Linked DNA regions of Salmo salar: region 2 is linked to region 1. Evidence: chromatin contacts called from public Hi-C data. All regions are on one chromosome and are shown on one strand. Each heading gives the region's core, a stretch centred on a gene start, on an enhancer-like site or on the middle of the called end of the contact. The rest is flanking DNA. Distances are from core to core; before and after follow the strand shown. Region 1 holds the start of LOC106596615 (ras-related protein Rab-12). Region 2 holds the start of ankrd12 (ankyrin repeat domain 12).

Region 1 (4,657 bases), core at 1,270-3,769:
GAAGGAGAGGTTGGGGACTGTTGATATGGTGAAGGAGAGGTTGAGGACTGTTGATATGGTGAAGGAGAGATTGAGGACTGTTGATATGGTGAAGGAGAGGTTGAGGACTGTTGATATGGTGAAGGAGAGGTTGGGGACTGTTGATATGGTGAAGGAGAGGTTGAGGACTGTTGATATGGTGAAGGAGAGGTTGGGGACTGTTGATATGGTGAAGGAGAGATTGAGGACTGTTGATATGGTGAAGGAGAGGTTGAGGACTGTTGATATGGTGAAGGAGAGGTTGGGGACTGTTGATATGGTGAAGGAGAGGTTGGGGACTGTTGATATGGTGAAGGAGAGGTTGAGGACTGTTGATAAGGTGAAGGAGAGGTTGGGGACTGTTGAGTTGGTGAAGGTATCTTGGAGTGGACATGACGATTTATTGCGTTTCCTCCGTCCAGAGGGAAAGGGCATCTACGGATTGCTTTTCTCTCTGGAGCAGGGCGCCGTTGAAAGGAATGATAACGGGGGTGGTGTTGAGTGTTGAGGAGGAGCAGTTGAAAGTGAAGATTCCTGGTGTCTTTGACACCTGTCGTTTGGTGATACGTAAATACGGTGGGGGAAACGGAGAAGACAATTGTCACGTCCTGACCAGTAATAGGGGTTATTTGTTATTGTAGTTTGGTCAAGACGTGGCAGAGGGTATTTGTTTTATGTGGTTCGGGGTGGTGGTTTATTTAGTAAGGCGTTTGATTTATTATTTCCGGGTTTTTGGATAATGTTCTATGTTTGTATTTCTATGTGGTCTCTGGTCTTTTGTATTTCTATGTCTGGTTTATTGGGGTTGGACTCTCAATTGGAGGCAGGTGTTTTCTCGTTGCCTCTGATTGGGAGTCCTATATATGGGTATGTGTTTGGTTTAGTGTTTGTGGGAGATTGTTTCTTGTTTTGCCTGTGTGAGCCTCACAAGACTGTTTTGTTGTTCGTGAGTTCTTCTCTTGTTATTTTGGTGTTTTTCTTGGTTTAAAATAAATACAAGATGAGCATCCACATTCCTGCTGCGTTTTGGTCCTCCATTCCCGATGACAACCGTTACAACAATATCTATCATGCTGAGGTTTGATGTAGATTGATAAGGTCAAGGTAGGAAGTGTTAGTTATCACGTGAGAGTTTTTATGTTCACGAAAATATGACAGTGTTTTAGGTGTCAAATTTATGGACGTGTGTTGGAGGGAAATGTCTAGATGTGAGAAGTGTGCAGAAGGGCATGAGACAAAGGCATTTGTGGTATCGGTGGAGAAAGTTGTGTGTGTGTGTTAGTTGTGGGGGTGATCATAGGGCTGGAGATCGGAGGTGTCCGGTGAGAGAAAGGAAGGAAGATTGAGGTCGCCAGGGTTACAGTAGTACAGAAAGTGTTCTATGACGGAAGCAGTGAAGAGAGTGGTAGAGGAAGATGGATACAGGGTGAGGGATCCTGAGAGGATTCCTGTGAGTAGGCAGAGAGACCAAGAGACAGTGATGGGAAGAATAAGTGCTTCAGTAAAGTGTTTTTATTTTTTTTATTTAAAAAAAAAATCATTTATAGCCATAGTTGTTAATTATACTGCAGAAATGGATCAAAGTCACAGAAAATAGAGGTTGTGGTGGCAGCGGCTGAGAAGTACTTGGGATTGTGATGATTTACTGCAGAACAGCGCTGCTGGGTAGTGATACATCTTCAAACCGTTGGTCTGGAGTCAGATTAGATAGGGTTATTAAATAGTGGAATGGGTGGTGGGTTTTATAGGGTTATTAAATAGTGGAATGGGTGGTGGGTTATTAAATAGTGGAATGGGTGGTGGGTTATTAAATAGTGGAATGGGTGGTGGGTTTTATAGGGTTAAATAGTGGAATGGGTGGTGGGTTTTATAGGGTTAAATAGTGGAATGGGTGGTGGGTTATTAAATAGTGGAATGGGTGGTGGGTTTTATAGGGTTATTAAATAGTGGAATGGGTGGTGGGTTATTAAATAGTGGAATGGGTGGTGGGTTATTAAATAGTGGAATGGGTGGTGGGTTTTATAGGGTTAAATAGTGGAATGGGTGGTGGGGTTTATAGGGTTATTAAATAGTGGAATGGGTGGTGGGTTATTAAATAGTGGAATGGGTGGTGGGTTTTATAGGGTTAAATAGTGGAATGGGTGGTGGGGTTTATAGGGTTAAATAGTGGAATGGGTGGTGGGTTTTATAGGGTTAAATAGTGGAATGGGTGGTGGGGTTTATAGGGTTAAATAGTGGAATGGGTGGTGGGTTATTAAATAGTGGAATGGGTGGTGGGTTTTTATAGGGTTAAATAGTGGAATGGGTGGTGAGTTTTTTTTAGAGAGGGCTAATAGTTGGCAGGGCAATTCCCCCCCCAATGTTGTATTATTGTATCAAAATAATATAATGTTGATAGGACGTGAATGGCCTCACACACCAGTACAGTAGGTGGCGATGTATTCACCTGAAAGTTGGGATGCGATCCGCACAACCAAATCCCAAAGAAGAAGCCTGGCCAGGTTCGTACTGAAAATGCTCCTAGGAACCCGCTTGACAGGAAGCAGCTAAACAACAACTTGGAAGTTTAAAAAAACAACTTTCCTTTAACTAAACTAATTTAAAGACTATAGAAAAAGTTACCAAAAGTAAACCCACATAGTTATTTTCTCCCCATTTTTAAAGCGTATATAGCTAAGGGTTCAAATGTGGAATTATTGATGGATTCGAGGTATGAAATCAAGCGGATGGCCGGTGGCGGAGGATCAGCGAATGCTTCCCCGGCTCTGGGAGCACAGTCTCGCCGCAGGAAGATGCCGCCGAGGCCCGCTGATTATAAACTTCAAATTATCATTATCGGTTCCCGTGGCGTGGGAAAAACCAGTCTAATGGAAAGATTTACAGACGACACCTTCTGTGAAGCATGCAAATCAACTGTTGGTAAGAAATGGTTATCTTATGTTAGTCAAAACTATCTGATAGCAGTTATGTTGTTTTGTTCCAAGGTTAGTAATGTTAGGTAGTCATGTTTTCGCTGCATGACTTGTCAGTAAATAATGTAGCCAACCTTTTTTTAATATAGTTTAACATCTAACTACTGTAGGGGTGGGTATAATTTGTGGAACCTTCCAACAGGAATCTGTTATAAAAACGTGGTAAATAAACAAGGTTGTTCAACAAACAAGGAATATAAAGTTGTATAGCGGCAGAACAACATGCCAGGGGCAGGGAGTTGGGTTATTTCATGGGAGTTTTTCCACTCATCACGTTTATTCCCGGAAAAATGTCTGTCCTTACTCCTGGTAGCCTATGGACAAACGTTAAGAATAAACTACGTGGTGAGTTGATGCCTATTCGTTAACTAGTTGTATTGATCATGCTATTTTTGTATGCGTTGTTTGTTGGCAACTTTATACTTTACGAAGTTTTGGAACAGATTCCTGTTGGAATGTAAATACAAATTATACCCACCCGCTACTGTGTTGACAAAAGTTGTAGTAAAATGTTATCTGAAAAGTAGAAGTTGATAAATAACTAAAGGGAAAGACTGCCATATGGTGAATTACCCTTGAGAATGTGTTGACACTAATCTGTCCAACAGAGCCAGTACTACTGTAATATGAGCCCTGTCCAGCAGATGTAGCAGTACTACCACAGATAAAACAACGACACAGATATGTCACCGGATGTAGAAATATGAAGCATCCGCTTGACATTTCCACTCACTACCTAAATATGGCCGACAGTGGAAGAAGCTGGAATCGAGAGACATTTTTTTTACCGAAATTATGCAAATTTCTATGATCGATGAAACATTTGCTCGCAATTACAGTTTTCTGTCTCTAAAACTACACACTGTTATGAACAGAGTGGACTAAGTTATGTAGACTTTACCCATTGCAAAAGTAAAATAAATAAATCACGTTTAGGAGTGCAAAGGCGAATTGAGTTATCACGCATGCGCACTTCACAGAGGAGGCGTTCCCGGAAATATGCAGATGAATTCTAGAACGCGGTCAATAGGAATTCGCTGTGTCGTGATTGGCTCTGCCCACTATGACTCGGTAGTTCCCGTTGGAGAAGACAGGCTGTGGTGTATCTGGGTTTAGTTTGGCAGATCTTTGGTCCTACTGACCGAGGAGAACGAGCTGTTCTCGAGCTGGAGATGGTTGTTGTTGTTATTGCTGAGCGATCACTGGGTTTTTTTTTAAGGTCTGATTGGTTTCGGTTCGATAATAATAATAATTTAATCGATAATTAGAAAATATACATGAAGTACATTATGAAATAATGATGTTACAATGATTTTAGAACTTGTTAAAGTGAATTCCTAAAACCAAAAATAGTGAACATTCAATTGCCAAAACATTGAAAATATTATATTGTCTCTGTCAGGTCCACATTGGAAAGACATCAATGGGGGGGGGAATTACTATGAAATAATACAATATTTAGTTGTGTATATTACTTTGTTTTTTTTATTTGATGACTTCATTATTTTTAATTCCTTAAAGTCATCTCAACTCTGCTCAGGCAGTAGCAGTCAGTCAGCCAGACCAACTAGTTATGTGCTTCCCATACTGTCTGTCTGACTAAATCATTTTTTACTAGTTCATCAAAGTAGATAAGGTATACTTTCACTAGCTGTCTCTGTCCCTCT
Region 2 (4,657 bases), core at 1,274-3,773, 310 kb after region 1:
AAACCCACTGGCTCCAGGTCATCTACAAGACCCTGCTAGGTAAAGTCCCCCCTTATCTCCGCTCACTGGTCACCATAGCAGCACCCACCTGTAGCACGCGCTCCAGCAGGAATATCTCTCTGGTCACCCCCAAAGCCAATTCCTCCTTTGGCCGTCTCTCCTTCCAGTTCTCTGCTGCCAATGACTGGAACGAACTACAAAAATCTCTGAAACTGGAAACACTTATGTCCCTCACTAGCTTTAAGCACCAGCTGTCAGAGCAGCTCACAGATCACTGCACCTGTACATAGCCCATCTATAATTTAGCCCAAACAACTACCTCTTCCCCTACTGTATTTATTTATTTTGCTCCTTTGCACCCCATTATTTCTATTTCTATTTTGCACTTTCTTCTACTACAAATCTACCATTCCAGTGTTTTACTTGCTATATTGTATTTACTTTGCCACCATGGCCTTTTTGCCTTTACCTCCCCTATCTCACCTCATTTGCTCACATTGTATATAGACTTATTTTTCTACTGTATTATTGACTGTATGTTTGTTTTACTCCATGTGTAACTCTGTGTTGTTGTATGTTGTCGAACTGCTTTGCTTTATCTTGGCCAGGTCGCAATTGTAAATGAGAACTTGTTCTCAACTTGCCTACCTGGTTAAATAAAGGTGAAATAAATAAATAAAAAATAAATCTGCAGGAAACCCTCTTTATGCTTCTATTGGTCCATTTTTAAGCTAGGACTCCGGTACACAGGCGGGAGCAGTACAGTAGGTGGCGGTAATGCACCACTGGATGCCAACCGCCGATAAACCCACAGAAGAAGATGCAGACTGTCCTTCGCCCTCGCCTGTCGGGCACTGTTTTCCCGCAGTTCTGTAAACAAGGGCAGTTGTTCGGCAGGCATTAAGGACACTGGGTGCTAGCTAGCTAGTTAGCATGCTAGGACTCCGGGAACACTGCAAGCAGGTGGCGGGATAGGTAGCTAGCTAGCACACCGGTAGACAGTGTCCTTCGCCCTCGCCTGTCGGGCACTGTTTTCCCGCAGTTCTGTAAACAAGGGCAGTTGTTCGCCAGGCATTTAGGACACTGGCTGCTAGCTAGCTAGCTATGACTCCGGTACACTGCAAGCAAGTGGCGGGATAGGTAGCTAGCTACGACTCTGGTACATAGCAGGCAAAATAGGTAACTAACTAGAGATAGCTAGGACACAGGTGTCCTTTGCCCCCGCCTGTTGGGCTGTTTTCCCGCAGTTCTGTAACGACAGCGAGGCCACGTGTTTGGCAAGCGGGAGCGAAGGACACTGTGTGCTAGCTGGTTAGCCAGCTAAAGTACACTGTCTACTAGCTAGGACACTGGTAGCCAGTGTACTTTGCCCTTGCCTGCTAGGAGGACTTCGGTACACAGCAGGCGGGAGGCTGGGGCGACACCAGTAGAAAGTTCACTTGTCTGTTCAGTAGCGCAGCAAGACTCTGTGAAGATGACATAAGACGTCACAGTGTACCGTGAGTCTTCAGGCTAGACGCATGTGGCATTTTGGCAAGTTTGGGGAAAAACGACTTTATATCAGAGTTGTCTGTTGTCATAGAGATAGAAGCTTTTAGTATGGACATTGCAATTGAGGCCTTCCACAATTTTAAATGTGTCAAATGGATGGGGATACATATGAGTATAGAATTATCAGCCAATGAAGAAGAAAATGGAGATAGCTTTCAATGCAACAGCGTCACAGCCGCTATAATGACACAGATACAAAGATGAGTCCTATATCTATCTCTATGGCCTGTACACACGCGTATCTACCCTCTCATTGGCTAGAATGGTCCCCCCTCCCTCATGCCTTCCATCTTTGAGGACATGTATTTCCATTGTTAGAGCGGGCACTCGAATCTCTTGTCAATATAATAGACAATCTTTCATAATGTTCTCCCATCGCGCATGCGCTTTAATACCCACATAATGCAAATATCACTGCGCCACAACAATTCGACGTAGATAGAGCGACGAGAATGATGCAACACATTGACGGAACTAGAATACAGTGTCTATGCGTTCAGATAAATGACAATTGAATGCACCTAGTCAGATTACCTCTCTGTTATGTCTTCATCCGACATGTTCGAAAAATATTCCCAATCCGCAGAGTGAAGCGGAAAAAGATGACGTCAAGTCCCCAGCGTCACCCACCCACCCACCCTCTCTCTCTCTCTCTCTCTCTCTCTCTCTCCTAAATGCAGCCCAAAAGTTGACTTACAAAATACTCACTTTTTCGGTATCTATACACGCAATTAAAACACGACTTTAAATCTACATACTACCCTAACGAAGATTATTTTTATTCCGGGAAATGTTTAAAATGTGGTAAATAGCTTGACATACCTATTATCCAGCATACAGTAGACTCTCTTTTTATTTATATATATATATATATAGATTTAAAGATAGACAGGATTTATGTGATCACATGACTTTTCTCGGCCAATGGGATCGACGTGGGGGGGAGGTTCTTCTTCTTCTTCTTCTTGAAGACGAAGGATGTTTTCAAACCCAACGATAAAACTGGAACGGGACGTCATACAGCCGTAGGCATAGCTACTGTTAATGTTCAATATTATATTTTTTTGGTGGGGAAATTTACTGTTTTACAGATACGTAGATCTGAAAAACGAATGAACAGGCAGAACCTGAACGCTATTGATAAGGTAAGCAGAAAGTTATTGTTTATATTTATTTATTTAGATTTGATTGCCTATGATCATAGGTAAAAAAATAAAATAAAAAACTCAGTCTTCTGGCTAGTTGGAGAGCTAGCTAGCATGCTAACCAACTTTGACGTAGCTGTTTTCGGGAAATTTAATATTAGCTATTCCACAACGTGTTTTTGGAGTTGTATGTCACGTACTTTTTATATACGCATTTGGTAACAGGTGTTTTACTTATGTTGGTAAAGTTGCTTTTACGTCAAGAATATGAAGAATTGTAGCGTGCGTGGCTATGTGTCGAGGGCAAAAGCTGGTTGACAACTGGCTAACTAGTTAGCTTCAGCTAGCCTGTTCGTTGCAAGCTTGCTAGCACAGGGGAGGGGGGGAAACGGTGATAGGGCATTCGCCTCAGCGGGCTTTTGTCTACACGGGATGGTTTTGTTTTCCATGTAACTACACATTGAACGATACAAAATAATATCTAACTCCTTTTCGCAACAGACCATGTTGCACAGTAAAATGACCAGACGTTCGCCATGTAGCAAACTCGCCACATTGTGCAACGTAGCTGGTTCGCCACCTCAGAAGGAATAGCTAACGTTAGCTAACTACTGTAGCCCTCATTACAAGGATTTCAGCGCTGAACGTAACGTAAGCATGCTATTCTCTGAAAACTATCTACGTTAACCCTAGCTAGCTAGCAAGCTAACTGTATTCGCGTCATTTATGTCCATATACATTTAAAACGTCCAATATTTGCCACATTGGATGTGTAAAACGCACATAATAATAATAATAATAACAATGATAATTATTTGCTATTTGTAAATCTGACAACAGTACAGCCCAAGGTACCAAGCCAAGCATTTGGGGGTGTGTTGGTTGAACCGCTGTCTGTCTGTCTGGTGTGACCGTGGAAACCTTTTGTCTAAAGGACGTATCAAAACATATGTACTCCCTCAGATCCTATACAAAACCAAGCCACCCGTGCAGATGTATAGCTGAATATTACTTAACATCTCTCGTTCATGACAATGACAGAATAAATACATTGTACATTGTTACAGCCACAATGGTTGCAGAATGAACTGGCTCCATGAAGTGTGATGAAATATCAAATCAAGGGTGATGTCATTTTTACCCTCGCATGCTGTTGCAGTATTTTTTTATAGCCTAATATCAGTGCAATACAGGTTGAAATTGATATCCCGCTATTGTCTTCAGTGAGCAATGATGATGACACTGAATCTAGGAATTTAGTTGCAAGTAGGGCTCCGTTTATCTAAATAGCTTCACCTTTTTCCTACTACAAAATATAGCTATACGCCTTCAACCCTAAATAATCAAAGCATAGTAATGTGTGTGTAATAAAGAAGTTAATTACAGAATGCATAGTGACTAACCCTAGGGTTTGTCTTAAACACCTAACATGTTGAAAACAACCCCCCCCTAAAATACTAGTCCTATATATTTCCCTATATACTTTAAAAATGGGCCTTTGATACCACCCTCAATTGTTATTTAGCTCGATGACAGAATTCTGGTTTGAATGTCTGTCTAACTTGGTGGTCATCACTACATTTAAATTGTATTTTGTAGTCACATTATGTTCCTCATTTGTGTTACTGTAGTACCAAGTACTTAAAACTCACTATCACAAGTACATTATCACGAGTACATTTTACATATTGAACTTATTATGGCAGTTTATGCAATAGTCATGTAAACACCGTACTCTGCTTATCTTAAATCGGCGTAAAGTCATAATCGGAAGTAAGCATATGCCGATTTAAAAAACACCTGGTTTTCTGAGCAATCTTTCAAATTATTAGGACATGTAAATACCTTAATCGGCCATTCCAGCGGTGCGTTTGATTTGCCCATGCACCAGCCAAGCAAGCTTCCCTCTTTGCAAGTGAGTTGTACTTGGAACAGCTGAATATATGCTTCTTTTAAAAGTA

Evidence for each region. A called contact is a pair of places that touch in the nucleus more often than the background predicts.
Region 2: a Hi-C map of gill shows a contact between it and region 1, with 7 times the contacts expected there. The contact joins the promoter of ankrd12 here to the promoter of LOC106596615 in region 1. A contact is called at or near these places in 2 of 3 Hi-C or Micro-C datasets (gill and muscle).

Annotation. Positions count from the first base shown.
Region 1 is chrssa03:4,290,639-4,295,295 of Ssal_v3.1, forward strand. It overlaps LOC106596615 (ras-related protein Rab-12), which reads left to right and starts at 2,520. Exons shown (of 6, transcript XM_045714417.1): 1 at 2,520-2,937. The coding sequence starts at 2,718.
Region 2 is chrssa03:4,603,244-4,607,900 of Ssal_v3.1, forward strand. ankrd12 (ankyrin repeat domain 12) reads left to right here and starts at 2,524. Exons shown (of 14, transcript XM_045714422.1): 1 at 2,524-2,696.